Linked DNA regions of Zea mays: region 2 is linked to region 1. Evidence: chromatin contacts called from public Hi-C data. All regions are on one chromosome and are shown on one strand. The core of a region is the stretch at or near the end of the contact, and the rest is flanking DNA. Distances in the headings are between cores, read along the strand shown.

Region 1 (7,592 bases), core at 1,470-3,969:
GTCCGAGCCCTGGGGTCGGGTGAAGCGGAGTTCGTCGTCTTCCGGGGCTGAGCCCGAGTCCGAGCCCTGGGTCGGGCGGAGCGGAGTTCGCCGTCTTCCGGGTCTTAGCCCGAGTCCGAGCCCTGGGTCGGGCGGAGCGGAGTTCGCCGTCTTCCGGGTCTTAGCCCGAGTTCGAGCCCTGGGTCGGGCGGAGCGGAGTTCGCCGTCTTCCGGGGCTTAGCCCGAGTCCGAGCCCTGGGTCGGGCGGAGCGGAGTTCGCCGTCTTCCGGGGCTTAGCCCGAGTCCGAGCCCTGGGTCGGGCGGAGCGGAGTTCGCCGTCTTCCGGGGCTTAGCCCGAGTCCGAGCCCTGGGTCGGGCGGAGCGGAGTTCGCCGTCTTCCAGGGCTGAGCCCGAGTCCGAGCCCTGGGTCGGGCGGAGCGGAGGTCGCCGTCTTCCGGGGCTTAGCCCGAGTCCGAGCCCTGGGTCAGGCGGAGCGGAGTTCGCCGTCTTCCGGGGCTGAGCCCGAGTCCGAGCCCTGGGTCGGGCGGAGCTTCCTATGGCGCCTTTGGCAGGGCCTGGCTTCCTGTGAGCATCACTCTGTCAAGTGGCGCTGCAGTCGGAGTGGCGCAGGCGGCGCTGTCCTTCTGTCAGACCGGTCAGTGGAGCGGCGAAGTGACGGCGGTCACTTCGGCTCTGCCGGGGGGCGCGCGTCAGGACAAAGTTGTCGGGCTACCTTTGCGTTAAATGCTCATGCGACTCGGTCGGTCGGCGCGATGATTTAGTCAGGATTGCTTCTTAGCGAAGGCAAGGCCTCGGGCGAGCCGGAGATGTGTCCGCCGTTAATGGGGGGCCTCGGGCGAGACGGAAACCCCTCGGGGTCGGCTGCCCTTGCCCGAGGCTAGGCTCGGGCGAGGCGTGATCGAGTCGCTCGTATGGACTGATCCCTGACTTAATCGTACCCATCAGGCCTTTGCAGCTTTATGTTGATGGGGGTTACCAGCTGAGAATTAGGCGTCTTGAGGGTACCCCTAATTATGGTCCCCGACAAATATGTTCTGTCTTTGAAAGCATACACTGAGGGGGAGATTGATGGGGATAACAACATGCCAACATGTGTACGGGGCAACAGTCATTCCATAGGGATTGAACCCATCGGTGGCTAGCGCAACACGTCGAGCCTCTTTGGCTTTCTCACGGTGAATAGCATCAAAGTGTTTCCATGCTTCATCATTGGATGTGTGCACCATCTTATCAGGATTGTATCGTTCGCCATTTTGTGCCATGTCATTTGTTTCGTGGATTTCTCGGTCATGTATAGATGTTGGATCCTCGATATGAATGGAAGGTGGCGCAGGATTGTCATAGGGATGTCGAGCTGCCTCTTCTGTCCATCACCAGAGTCTACCTCCATGAACCTAGACAATTTATACTTCGGACAGTACTATGCCTCCACGTATTCTTTCCTAAATAGCACATAGCCTTTCGGCCAAGCATGTATCTGCTCATACGCCATCTTGAGTGCACGATTGTGCCTCGTACATGCTCTTTGGCAGAACGTGATTGTAACACCATGAATTTGGGGTATAAAATTTCTTCTCTAATATCCACCAAATTTAGGTGTTACCTCTCTTATCCTCTCTCCATTTTCTTTTTTCTTTTTATTTTAGTAGAGGAATGGCTATTTTATTTGGAGATGTAATAATACTTTAGTAGATCAAAATCCAAGGGAGTATGAATTGTTGCATCATGATGAACCCTAAATTCTATTATTGCTCGATGCATATTCTTGTGGAGTCCCAATTTGAATTTGAGGCATATTTGCATTTGAATTCAAATGACAAAATAAAAGGAAAAGGAAGCATAATTCAAGAATAAAAGAAAAGGGAAATGAAGCTCGTGGCCCCTTCCCCTCGGCTTTTGGCCCATTTGGCCTGGTTCAGCCGAGCACCCGCCTCCCCCTTTCTTTCTGACCCGTGGGACCGGCCTATTGGAGCGCCAGCTTCACCCGCGCACTCGCCCTCGCTCTCCCTGCCCTAGGTCCCACCTAGCGGCACAACCTCGCTTGGTCATTGCGAGCGTGCTGGCATCGGTCTGCTGACCAGCGGACCCCACCTGTCAACCCCTTTCCCCTGGCCAACTACCAACCCAACTCCCTCCCCGCGCACGTCGCCCACCTGCCCACCATAGCCGAAGCCGTAGAGCTTAACCACCCCCACACGTGCGACCTACCCCACTGCTTGCCCCGGTTTCTACCCCGCACCACTCCCTCGTCTCGTCTGTGGCTGTTGCCCACCGCGCCCCTGTCGCCCCGCTCAGTTTTGCTCATCACCACTGAAGCTTGCTAGGAAGCACTGTCGTCCATGCATTCGTCGAGCCCTAGACCCCATCCTAGGCTGGAGCACGGCATCCGCCGCTCGTGCACCTGCCACACCCGAAGCACCGTCGAGTTGGCTTGGCCGAGCTCCACCATAGGTGAGAACCATAGGCCCTCTCCTCCTCTCTCTCTCTCATTCGCTCTCCATCCTCTCTCTGCCCACGCCGGTGAACTATCGCGACGGCACCGAGTCTTCATGGTGGGCCCTCCCCGACCATCTGCCGTCGCCCAAATCCCCTGTCGCCTCTGGTCACGGCGCCGCGGCACCTCGCTCGCCGCGCGCGCGTTCGAGGTAGGCGACGGCCCTGACCAGTGGGCCCTGCCTAGCAGCCTCCCCGCGCACATCCTCTCTCTTCCCCTCTCTGGGTCTTTGACCAGTGGGCCCCACCCATATCAACCCCTCCGTGCTTCTAATCTCGACCATCTATTCCTGATCCGGTGGCCGAGAAACCCCGATACCCCTTCACCCGCGGGCACTTTGCTTAAGAGGCCCCTGACTTCCCGGATTTCAACCCGCCGTCCTCAGCCCTTGCAACCAAGCCCCTGGGATCATGCAGAGAGACCCCCATGCTTTTATTTAATTAGAGAAATGTGTTTAAAATAGGGTTTTGAATCCCAAAGCTTTCAAAATTCATAACTTTGTCATATGAACTTCAAATTAGGTGGTTCAAAATGCAAAATGTTCATCATGTTATTGTCTATCTGTTAAAATACTGCCCACCTATTGTTTTTAAGTCTCAATTTATAGTTGATCTCTAGGTTAGATTTGAAGCCATAGGAACTCTATTAGGGATAAAATAAACATAGAAACCCCCCATGAATGTTCAAATGCTTAACTTTATATATCCAACCCTATTTAATGTATAATGCCATCCCTGAACTAACTATATTTGATCAAGTGATTGTATTAAGATAGACTTGGTTAGGGAACAACAGACCACTTGGCATAGTGACCTACCCCAAACTTAGAAAGCACCTTCTTGTATTTACCTTTATATTGAAACTGCGATTACTCTGTTGCATATGTGTGGTGTACTATTCTTTTGTTATTCCCCAAGTGTGTTGAATGAATGGTTGTTTTGCATAGACAATGAGCAGTTTGTGGTTCCCAAGGGAGTTGTAGGAGATTTCCCCAAGTGTCCTCTGACCCATTATGTCCTACTTACTTTATAATTCATAATCTCGCATACCATGATCAACCTAATGATTGACTAGTGTTCTGTTTTTCCCGTCCTTGGTTATCCTTTGGGATTTGGCTACTATGATTAATATCATGCTAGTGTTTTACTTTAATCAATGAAAATGATGAGAATATTTATGATATGATGATGTTATTTTGGATATGATGATGAATTTATGACACTTTAGGGGACTCGGGTTGTTTCTCGAGTAACTCTCCGTAAGGACCTGTTGGTTGGATGACCACCCGAGAAAATAGTATAACCATGAGGGTGGTATGGGACACCCTTAGCTGATTAATTAGAAGAACTTGGGGTGTAGTCGGCTTCACCGTTGTGCCGTCAATGCGGTACATGCACAATACTTGCTCTACCGAGGCTGAGTGCCGAGGTTCGTTCGTTTTGCTTTTGTTAGTCACCCCTCCTGCGGGGAGAGGTACTATGTTTATCAAACTAGAGAAACCTAATGGGCGACTATGACCTTTGGGGAATCTTTGTAAAGGCTACGTAGTGAATCCCTAGCCACTCACCTCGGTAGTGAAGACCAGGTCTTGCAAACCTAGGCTAGATAGGGAATCACGACTCATGGGTAAAGTGTTGGGTCTCTGAAGAGGAATGAAACTGGTATATCAGTCGTGCTCACGGTTATGAGCAGCCTTGGAAACTCCTTTGATTAGAGATATTCTGGATACATTTATGAAGATGGCTTATTGATGATAATTATAATGATGGATTCTGGTATTTCCTCTTGGAGGGGGTACTTTTTGGGTTAATAACATGGGGTAATTGATAAAACTTGCCTATATACTAGTAATAAATACCTGACCATCTAAAAGCAACTGCTTTGAGCTTTCCCCACATATAGCTAGCCCACTTTAGCTAAATGGGACATTTGTTGAGTACGTTGATGTGTACTCACCCTTGCTTAAAACACCAAACACCAGGTTGTCCCCATTGCAACTCCTGCTCAGGAGAAGATGAAGGCCACATTTAGGACTTTCAGGAGTTCTAGGACTTCGGCGAGTTCTAGAGTAGATTAGCGGCAAACCCCTAGTCAGTTGCCTATGAAGGCCTTATCGTACACATTTCGTTCAACACTTTGATTATGGTTTAAGTTAATGACTCTGTGGATGTCTCGGACATTGTGATGTAATAAATTACCACTTATTTTCACTACTATTTGAGCATTGTTTGATGATGTCCAATTATGTAATTGATGTGTACGTGAATTTCTGATTCTGTCACGTACATGCTTCGCATTCTTCTTTGAGTTGCTCTAAGCATCATATATAACCCCTTTTGTCGCGTGTACGTGGCTATTGAAAGGGAAATGTGCCCTTGGGCAATTTCTATGATGTTTTGGTGATTAAGTGCCCAACACGTTTAATTAAATTCTTATGTGCCAAATAAAGTGAAAAGTGCAAATCAAGGCAAAAGGTATGTTTCTAGACTTAGTGAATTGTTTTATGTACTAACATGGTTATCTAAGTGCTAGAAACAGTGACTAAAGAAGAAGAGAGGAAAAGGGAAAAGCTTGGCTCTGTGCAACCAATCTTCAGCTCGGTCTGGCACACTGGACTGTCCGGTGGTGCACCGGACAGTGTCCAGTGTGCCAGGCTGGTCCGCGGTGAACTCGTCACTCTCGGGAAAAGCATTGGGGCGACGTGGCTATAATTCACCGGACTGTCCAGTGGCGCACCGGACTGTCCAGTGAGCCAACGGTCGCCTGAGCAACGGTCGGCCGCGCAATCTTCGCGCGACACGTGGACTGCTCCAACAGTCAGTTGGTGCACCGGACTGTCCGGTGTGCACCGGACTGTCCGGTGAGCCAACCAGCCTAGAGGAGCAATGGTCGCCTGTGCCTGATTTGGAAGGCAATCGCGCACCGGACTGTCTGGTGCGCCACTCGACAGAAGGCAAGGATAGCCTTCCTTGTTGGTCTTCAATGGCTCCTAGCTGCCTTAGGGCTATAAAAGGGACCCCTAGGCGCATGGAGGAGACATCTAAGCATTCACTAAGCATTCTAAGACTCCCACACTTCGTCTCCGCGCATTTGATCGATTGTGTTAGTGATTTGAGCTCCGTTCGAGTTGTGAACTCTTTGTGCTACGTTTAGAGCTCAAGTCTTGGCTTGTGTGCGTGTGTGCTGCGGATTTATGTGTTGTGTGTGTTGCTCTCCTAGCCTTACTCTTGTGCATTCTTTGAGATCTTTATTGTAAGGACGAGAGGCTCCAACATGTGGAGATTCCTCGCAAACGGGAACAATACTCTAAAGGAAAAACCGTGGTATTCAAGTTGATCACCGGATCACTTGAAAGGGGTTGAGTGCAACCCTCGTCCATTGGGACACCACAACGTGGAAGTAGGCAAGTGCTACTTGGCCGAACCACGGGATAAAAATTGTGTGCCTTGTGTTGCTTTCTCTGTGATTGTTGTGTTCACAAGAACTCGCTTCAAGCTACTTAGCCGTACTAACACTTATAACTAAGTTTTGTGGCTATTAGTGTTTGATTTTTACAGGATCACCTATTCACCCCCCCCCCCCTCTAGGTGCTCTCGGCTATGCACGCCCAGACGAGCAATATGGCACGAGCACATGGCACTGACAATATAAGGTGTGACACTATTTCTAATTGTGTCGTGTCGTGCCAGCACTAGTGTCTAGCCATCATCATATGCATGATACTGTAGTGTCAAATCATGTCATACCAACACTGTATGGCATTTGTACCTAATAGTGCTCGTGCCAATTTATACACTATTTCACTTTAAGAGCTCAAAAGATCTATACCATCTTTAAGATTACATATATAATTTTGAAGAATGGACATTCATACCATTATAGAGTAGATTTACTATATTTAAAACCATGACAAATCACAATTCATAATCGCATGCACACAACATGAATGTTTCCCTTCCTCGTGTGTGCAACTGCACCCGTAGAAATTTAAAGTGCACTATGTTTGGTTTCTTCACTATATGTATAGTCTTAGTAGATGCAAAAAACCGACCGCTGCCAGGCTCACAAGAGATTTGTCTGAATTTTTGGTATTTTGGCCCTTTTCCGAAGAAATTTCAAATTTAGACCTCTACACGACTTAATTCCATTTTTGGACCCTTTGCTTGATGCCATAGGTCTTGATGCCGAGATAACATGTCTCGGCTCCATGTCCTATGGAGCCGAGGTGCCTGCCGTGTCGGCAAGCGAGGGCTAACGCGGCACCGACATGGCTGCCCTAGCTCGGCGCCATAGATCTTGGCGCCGAGCTAGAATAAACATGATGGCCCGCCCCCTCTTTTCCCATTCTCTCCCTCGTCACTTGTCTCGCTCGAGCCCGAGCCACGCCACCCCCCCACCACCACCACCAAGCCACCGACGGGCCCGCCGACACCGAGCCGCCGCCGCACGCCCGAGGCTTAGCGCTGCCGCTGGTGCTGGCGCCATCGGCTTGCTCCTCCTCCCCGTCGCCGGCCTACTCCTCCTCCGCCACAACCCTGCCGATGAAGGTAATCCATCCATCCACGGTCCGCACCCACCGAATTCCCCACATTTTTCATTTATATCATCAAGCATCAATAATATAGATAGATTATTATAGCATATTGTCTGTAGGTATTATAACAATCTTTATTTATGTATAATTTTAGCTTATTTACCATTTAAATTTAGAGGAGCGTGACGGTGATGGAAAAACATGGAAAGTAGTGCTTTTATATAGTAGAAACACCTCTTTTTAGGAAATGCTTTTGATTTTGTCCTTGTTTTAAGTATAATTGTGATTTGTTTAGTTTGTTTAGCTTAGTTTAGTTTACTTTAGTACACACTTGCTAGTTAGTTTGTGAATTTGTTTGTGTACTTAGTTACATACCATACTAGCACCGTATAGGGGATGGAATCGGCCTGCTTCAGAAGCTTGGAGAGTGTTGTTGCGGAAGCTGCAAATGAGTGTGATGGATGGGAATAGGGGCACAACCACCATGGGCGCCTCGCTAGACTTGAGCAACATTCTTTATGGGACTAGCAGATTACGTTCGCGCCTTCGATCATCCAGCACTCA
Region 2 (7,283 bases), core at 4,681-7,180, 49 kb after region 1:
GTTAAAACTTTGGCCCAGGCCGAAGCTGCCTTCTCTATCGACGATACGAAGGACCCCTCGGCCGAAGCAAGCTCAATAGGTGGAAATTTTTTTACTGATATCTGGGAAAATGATGGCCGAGGGATGGCACATGAAATAATGAAGAAGAGCGAAAAAGATATTCATGACGCTCGAGAAGCAACAAAAGAAACTGAAAGAGCTGCAGAACTCGAAAGACGAATAGGTATCACTTAATGACTTTTAGCTTTGTTGTTTATTTTTTGTGACTTCGAACTAATTTATGTCTTCTACCGCAGCTGAACTATCCCCTCCCCTAGAGCCATTCGACCCACTGGCCGACCCAGAGACAAGGAAAACAATAGAAAATATTAACATGGCCGAAGCTATTGTAGATGAAGTTGTTACTAAGCTGCTAACCGAAGCTTCAGAAAAAGTTCTGAAGGAAGAGTAGCTATAGTAAAAACATTTTCTAGAATGTTAATGTAACATTTGCTGAACTATATTTGTAATATTCAGTGCTTATGGATTTGAATGTAATATATGAGTGGCTTGTAATTCAGTTCTTTGCGATGCATGAAACTTTTTATACATACCGTTTTTGAGCCTGCGGCGAAAAAACACCTTCTCTTCTTTTCATGCTTCGTAAAGAAGATCTTTTATGCTTCGTAAAAATCATCCATACTTTTTAAAACATCAATGCTTCGTATATAATAAATCCCTTTTTCCGCATTAGAACTGATGAAGTTGTGATTCTCATCTTACTTTGTGCATTGGCGTCTTTTCATTTTTTGTAAAGCTTTGCCCGAAGATCGGCCTCGTTTTCAATTGATGTCATTGATGTGACATGATATATGATGTGATGCTATGCGATATGATGTGATGATATGATGCAAAGAATAATGCTAATGTATCGTGCCAATAAATGCCCAAACACACACATCCGAAGCTTCATCCATAACCTTCATTCCCTAAGGAATGACTGAAATCTCTTTGCCGTTTATTTTTCGGCTGCACCGTTTATTTTTCGGTGTAAGCTCTGCATTCCCTAATGAACGTATTTTGAACTTCTTCGCCTTCTATTTCGGCGGTATTCACGTTGACTTTTCGCGCTTCGCCTTATATTTCGGTGATATTTGGCTCTGCATTCCCTAAGGAACGACCTTTGAGCAGAAAACTTACGTTGCGCTCCCTTAGGAACGGCTTCTTGAAGCTTCAACAAACTTATATTGCGCTCTTTAAGAACGACTTTCTGTAGCTTCGGTGAAATTCTTAATGCGATTTTTAGCTCTGCATTCTTGAAGGAATATCTCTTTGTAGCTTCGGCATTCTCGTAAGTCTGTGACGAAGGTATATTTCATTTTGACATAAACGAAGCTAGTACAGAGAATTAAAAAATAGCAAGAAAACTAGGTTTACATTGATTGTTCCTTATTAAAAAGAAAACAACAGTGAATGTAAAATTGTGCCAAATGTAGGATATCTCTCAATATATGTGTTTTGATTCTGGCACAATGCTGTTAACTGTGCGAGCTTCGGACCCTTCCCTGAAATCTCGCTGCTGATGGGTCTATTGGCTCCCTTCTGGCTGCTGACCTCGTGAGTAGGCAGGCTGTAGTGGCGGCGGAAGTGGAAGCTGTGGCCAAGAAACTTGCGGCTGACTAGCCGAAGCAACAGAAGTTGCGGGATGATTACCCACATATTCTGGTATGTAGGGTGAATGACACGAAGCAGTGTGCAGGACCTGCTTCGGCTGATTTTTTCTGGGCTTCGGCTTCAGCAATTTCTTTTTGCTTTTGGATGGTGATTTGACACGTTCTTGTATTGTGGCCCTTGTCTTCACCACAGAATAGGCAGTAGATTTTCCTGGGCTGGTCCCCATATCTTCCTCCGAAGCCCCTGGCGCCTCTACCTCTTGGAGCTGGCGGCCAGAAAGAGCTTTGTTGCTGTCCCGAAACTTGCGAAGAATACTGCGGTCTCTGCTGTTGACTTCCTCTGTCATCACTCTGGATGGAGTTGTGAATTGACCTGACATGCCTCGGGTGGATTCTTCCTCCGAAGCCCCTGGTCATTTCAGAGAACCTATATGCTTCCTCCCTTCTTTGGCAGAAGTCATTGTCGGCCCGGATATACTCATCCATCTTCTAAAGCAGCTTCTCCAGAGTCTGTGGAGGCTTTCTAGCGAAATACTGAGCGGTAGGTCCTGGACGAAGCCCCTTAATCATGGCTTCAACAACAATTTCATTAGGCACTGTAGGCGCTTGTGCTCTGAGACGCAAGAACCTTCAGACATATGCCTGGAGGTACTCCTCATGATCTTGCGTGCACTGAAACAAGACCTGAGCTGTGACTGTCTTCGTCTGGAAGCCTTGGAAGCTTGTCACCAGCATATCCTTGAGCTTCTGCCACGAAGTAATGGTCCCTGGCCAAAGATAAGAATACCATGTTTGGGCCACATTCCGAACTGCCATGACGAAGAACTTGACCATGACAGCTGCATTGCCTCCATATGAAGATATAGTTGCTTCATAACTCATCAAAAACTGCTTCGGCTCTGAATGCCCATCATACATGGGAAGCTGAGGTGGTTTGTATGAAGGGGGCCATGGGATAGCCTACAGTTCTGCTGCCAAGGGAGAAGCATCATCAAAAGTAAAGGTATCATGATTAAAATCATCATACCATCCATCGTTGTTGAACAAGCCTTCTTGATGAAGCTCCCTGTGTTGGGGCCTTCGATCTTGTTCATCTTGAACAAGATGGCGTACTTCTTCGGTGGCTTCATCGATCTGCCTCTGAAGATCAGCCAGTCGGGCCATCTTCTCCTTCTTCCTTTGCACTTGCTGATGGATTATCTCCATGTTTCTGATTTCTTGGTCCAACTCTTCCTCCTGGAGTGTTGGACTAGTGACCTTCCTCTTCTAGCTTCGGGCCTCTCGAAGAGAGAGGGTCTCCTGGTTTGGGTCTAGTGGCTGCAGTGCGACAGCCCTTGTCGCTGAAGCTTTCTTCGGCGGCATGATGAAGATCAGTGCTTGCCGAAGGTGGTCGAAAAGAGGGTTCACCGGAGGTGGGCGCAAATGTTGGGGACTTGTTCTCAAATGCTATGAGTTAAAAACAAGGCAACACAAAATGTTAAATATTAATGTCCTTCGTCCTTCGAAGCATTATTTCCCTTAGGATATAATGATCTTCAGACGAAGGTTATGAAGGATGTACCTTCATAAATGCGATATATGTTAATGAAAGAAGAAGTATATGTAATATAAGAGACAAGATAAACAATCACATAACCTTATTAATTTATTGTATTATCCTGGAAAGACAGAAACAATATTGAATTACAAATGTACCTTCGACTTGATATAAGGCAAAAAAGTACAAGCGTGACGCAAAAGCAAGTACAAGTCAGCGTGAACAGTACAAGGGCACTATTCACCTATTTATAGGCACAGGACACAGCCTATGAGAGATTACAATTATGCCCTTTACATTCGCTATTGACTTATGAAAAAATCTATGAGGACTGAACAACCTTTTCCCTTTTAAGTCGGTTCCCTTTTCTGCAATTTAGCCGAAGCTCCCTTCCGCACAGCTTCGGAGCGACGACAACCTTCGTCACGATCCAGCTCTTCATCGTATCTGCTTTTACCATGAATCCGAAGATACTTGTCCATAAATCATACTTGGGAAACATTGTTAAATTATGTTTTTGAGGACCTTCGGAGGACGAAGGCCCCCAACACGCCCCTTCATCTTCGCTGTAACCAGCGGTTAAAAAGGCCAAGCGCAAATCAGACTCTGGCCCCACCTACAGGCTCGCATCCTCCCCTGAGGCGGGCCCGGGAGCCACTGTTGGTACCCTGAATCAGGGGTACCCTCTTCTACAATATGAAGACGCTGCACACGTACGAGACCTTCAGGTCACACGGAGAGTGGCACCCGACTCCACCACATGAGCAGGCCTAAGGGTGCCACGTGGCGAGGAAGGATAATACATCCCGGGAAACACCGTTGGGTCCGGACCTTCGCAGAGGAACACCGGACCCCTGTGAAATACGAGTCTGGAGCTCCCGAGGAGACATGCCGGGTCCCACAAGTGGATCCCAGGTCCCCCTCGAGTGAGGTCCGGGCCTTAGCGAGGTCCCGGGACGGGGAGGACCCTCGCACAGGCAGGGGTCCGGTGCCGACACGTGTCCAGGCCTTACCCTACGCTCCCCGCTCAGGCGGAGACCCGCAGCGGCCGCGACGCTTGAGGCTTGTGACATAAGCCAATAGGCCGAGCCTGACGTAAGGCACATACGGCTGTGCAACCTTTGCATTTATTGCGGAGAGGACGCGCCGCCTGCCACCACGCTGTCAGGCGACGCGCCCTCTCAGCATTTAATGCGTCCTGTCCAATCCACCGGCAGGCGGCGTCAGGGTCACCCAGCAGACGGCGCGCCTGACCAGTCTGTTGGTGAACAGTGCGCTTGTGCCGAGTGGCGCACAATACTCATCATCCCTTCTACAAGAAGCTTCCCCTGCACGTCGAGGATACGGAGATCTCGGGCGTCAGGGCACAAGAAGATTGCCCCAAGCAGCAAACATTTGTGGCTCCAAGCGCTATATTCTTTATGTCCCTGGGCCCACCTGTCGGGGCCCAGTATCTTTGTGCATGCCCCCCTTCAGCTATAAAAGGGGAGGTATGCGACGTTACACACAAGCTTAATCTTTCAGACCCAACCTCAGACACTCACAAGTTCATACAAGCTCACAAGCAATACATCACACAGTGGAGTAGGGTGTTACGCTCCGGCGGCCCAAACCACTCTAAACCCTTGTGTGTTCCTGTATTCTTCCCGTTTTCCCGACTAACGAGCAAAACGCCTACGCCCCTCCTCATCTTAGGATTTAAGGCGGGTGCACTCTGCCACCCGATCGGAGATTTGCTCTCCAACAGTATATGTCTCTTGTAACTTTAAATCTTGTTTCTCAATTTATATTTATTTGATATAATTAATTTAAATTATCTTTAAATATTGCACTTTTTAATGGAGATGAATTTTTCGTAAAGATAAATTTTCCAACAGAGATGTAGACGAGAGAAAAACCTTCCTCGTGAATGTTCACGTGGATAGAATCTCATTTCAAAATCTATATAGGGCCTCAGACCGTCACCGCCCTGCTGTCCTGCTTGGGAGCAGCTGCTCCCAAGTCAAGCGCCGCCCTCGTACTGGGCTTCTGTCAGTGGACGGCCCATACTGTTGCCTTTCTCAGCTAGCCACGATGTCGCGACCCGGCCCTGCTCCCCGTGCGGCGCGGGGACGTCGCGGTCACCCGCGATCAGGGGACTGGCTGGTGGTGTTTGCTCGTGCGTCCTTGACTCCTTGTGCTGCTTGTTGCTCCGGCGAGTCTCGGGCTAGGCTACCAGTCTACCACGCCCGTCCCAGGCAAGAAACAAGTGGAGCTTACCCTTCATCGAAAATCTTGATCCTGTACTCAGGGGCGAAGCTACATGTTAGCTCGTGGATGCACATGCACCTCCCTAAAATTCAGAATTTAGTTATAATAGTTAAATTTTCACCATATATGCATCACTCATATCTCATCCTTATGCACCCGCAAGGGAGTTGCACCCCAATATATTTGCTCTAGCTTCGCCACTGCTTGTACTCCTCCTGGTAAAGTAAGGTAGATTGCATATTTACTTACCTTGCATTTCTTCTTCACCAAAGAAACACGGCAACATCAGGTCAAGTTGTAAACAGTGCTCCTTAAGCACGACAGAATCCACTCTCCATGCGTGCAAACCGAGCACGTTCGTCTTGTTCCCTAAGCCAAGAAGGTGGGGGTTATAATGGTAATTTCCCCGCGCGTCTCCTTCCCCGGTGTTCGGAACCCCGGTCCGGTCCCCTCGAGCTCGAGGCCTCTCGATTTGAAATCCCCACCTCAAGACCGGGGAAAAAAGATTAGGAGAGGAAAAAAAAAAAGAACGAAGAGCTCTCGATCTAGGGATTCCCTTCCCGGGTCTCGTTGCTCTCCTCGTCCAAATCCCCAGGCCAGCCTAGCGGCGCAGCCTGCACGCCCCCGCCCCCCGGACCATGGCCGAAGACCACCTCTCCTCCGCGCCGTCCGCCCCATCGGCGGCGGCGGCCGCGGCCGCGGCGGCGGTCGGGTCCTCGGTGATCCCAATCGTCAACAAGCTGCAGGACATCTTCGCGCAGCTGGGGAGCAGCTCCACGATCGACCTGCCGCAGGTGGCCGTGGTCGGGAGCCAGAGCAGCGGCAAGTCCAGCGTCCTCGAGGCGCTCGTCGGCCGCGACTTCCTCCCGCGGGGCTCCGACATCTGCACGCGCCGCCCCCTCGTGCTCCAGCTCGTGCACCAGCCGCGCCGCCCCGCCGACGCAGAGGCCGATGAGTGGGGCGAGTTCCTGCACCTCTCGGGGCGTCGCTTCTACGACTTCCGCGAAATCCGACGCGAGATCCAGGTCCCCATCCCTTTGCCTTAATCCCTCGTGCGGTTATTTGGCTGGAATAAACACTTTTACTTGACTGTGCGTGTACATTCAATGGATAATTATTATTGGTCGGGACTTTACTAGTAGTAGTAATATTGTGCTGTGGCTGCTCGCTAGGGCTGCAGATGACTGTTTAGGAATACTCCTGTTGGTTTCGAGGAATCATTCTTCGCGGTGGTTTCTGGTGTGTTCATGGGTCAGCACAGTTGGGCTCTGAGATTGGAACGATGGTAAATGCTAGGTTAGGTGGTGTTGTCTCTGGTGTTCAGTGCTAGTGATGATGTTATTTCGTTGCTGCTTCCTGTGGTGACGATGTGGGCATGTGGTTGTTAACGACTACAGAGTACAGAATGCCATAATTTACTTGGTTGTCTTCAGGTTGGCCCTTGCAGGTTTATTGTTCTCCACATGAGTTAACGAGTTGCTTGGATATTGAAATTCTATATGGGTTATCACGTAGTTTCTTGTTAATATAGTGGTTTCGATGTTGTCCCCAATACAACTTGGTTACATTTGAAAAAAAAACCAATTCAGGTGGTATTAGTGGTTGTCAGGATGATTTGTGGAAAGTATATTTGTGAACCAGAATTTCGAAGTGGAAAGTAAGGTGTACATAAGTTTTAGTTGGGACCCAACATCCTAGTATTTGATAGAACAACAATATTATCTGTCTTGAGTGTTTGGTATTTTGTTTCACTTCAATTACGATGTTTTGTTTTGTTAGTGTGGGCTGGAGTTGAGATTAGTGCTGCACAGACCATTCTTAAACGACTCTCTGCATCTATGCAG

The links. Hi-C and Micro-C count contacts between places; a contact is called where the count stands out from the background.
Region 2: a Hi-C map of ear shows a contact between it and region 1, with 2.1 times the contacts expected there. The contact joins the promoter of LOC100383931 here to the enhancer-like site in region 1. A contact is called at or near these places in 4 of 25 Hi-C or Micro-C datasets (ear, endosperm, leaf and 1 more).

Annotation. Positions count from the first base shown.
Region 1 is chr3:162,528,557-162,536,148 of Zm-B73-REFERENCE-NAM-5.0, forward strand. No RefSeq gene overlaps it. Among protein-coding and RNA genes, the nearest start is that of LOC100502228, 20 kb to the left of the region's middle. Within about 2 kb of position 2,720, at least 17 of the 20 cell types and tissues checked have an H3K27ac peak or open chromatin away from gene starts, as enhancers often do. A contact at or near this core is called in ear, leaf and tassel, where this site is marked.
Region 2 is chr3:162,574,242-162,581,524 of Zm-B73-REFERENCE-NAM-5.0, forward strand. LOC100383931 reads left to right here and starts at 5,931. Exons shown (of 20, transcript NM_001362233.1): 1 at 5,931-6,464. The coding sequence starts at 6,078.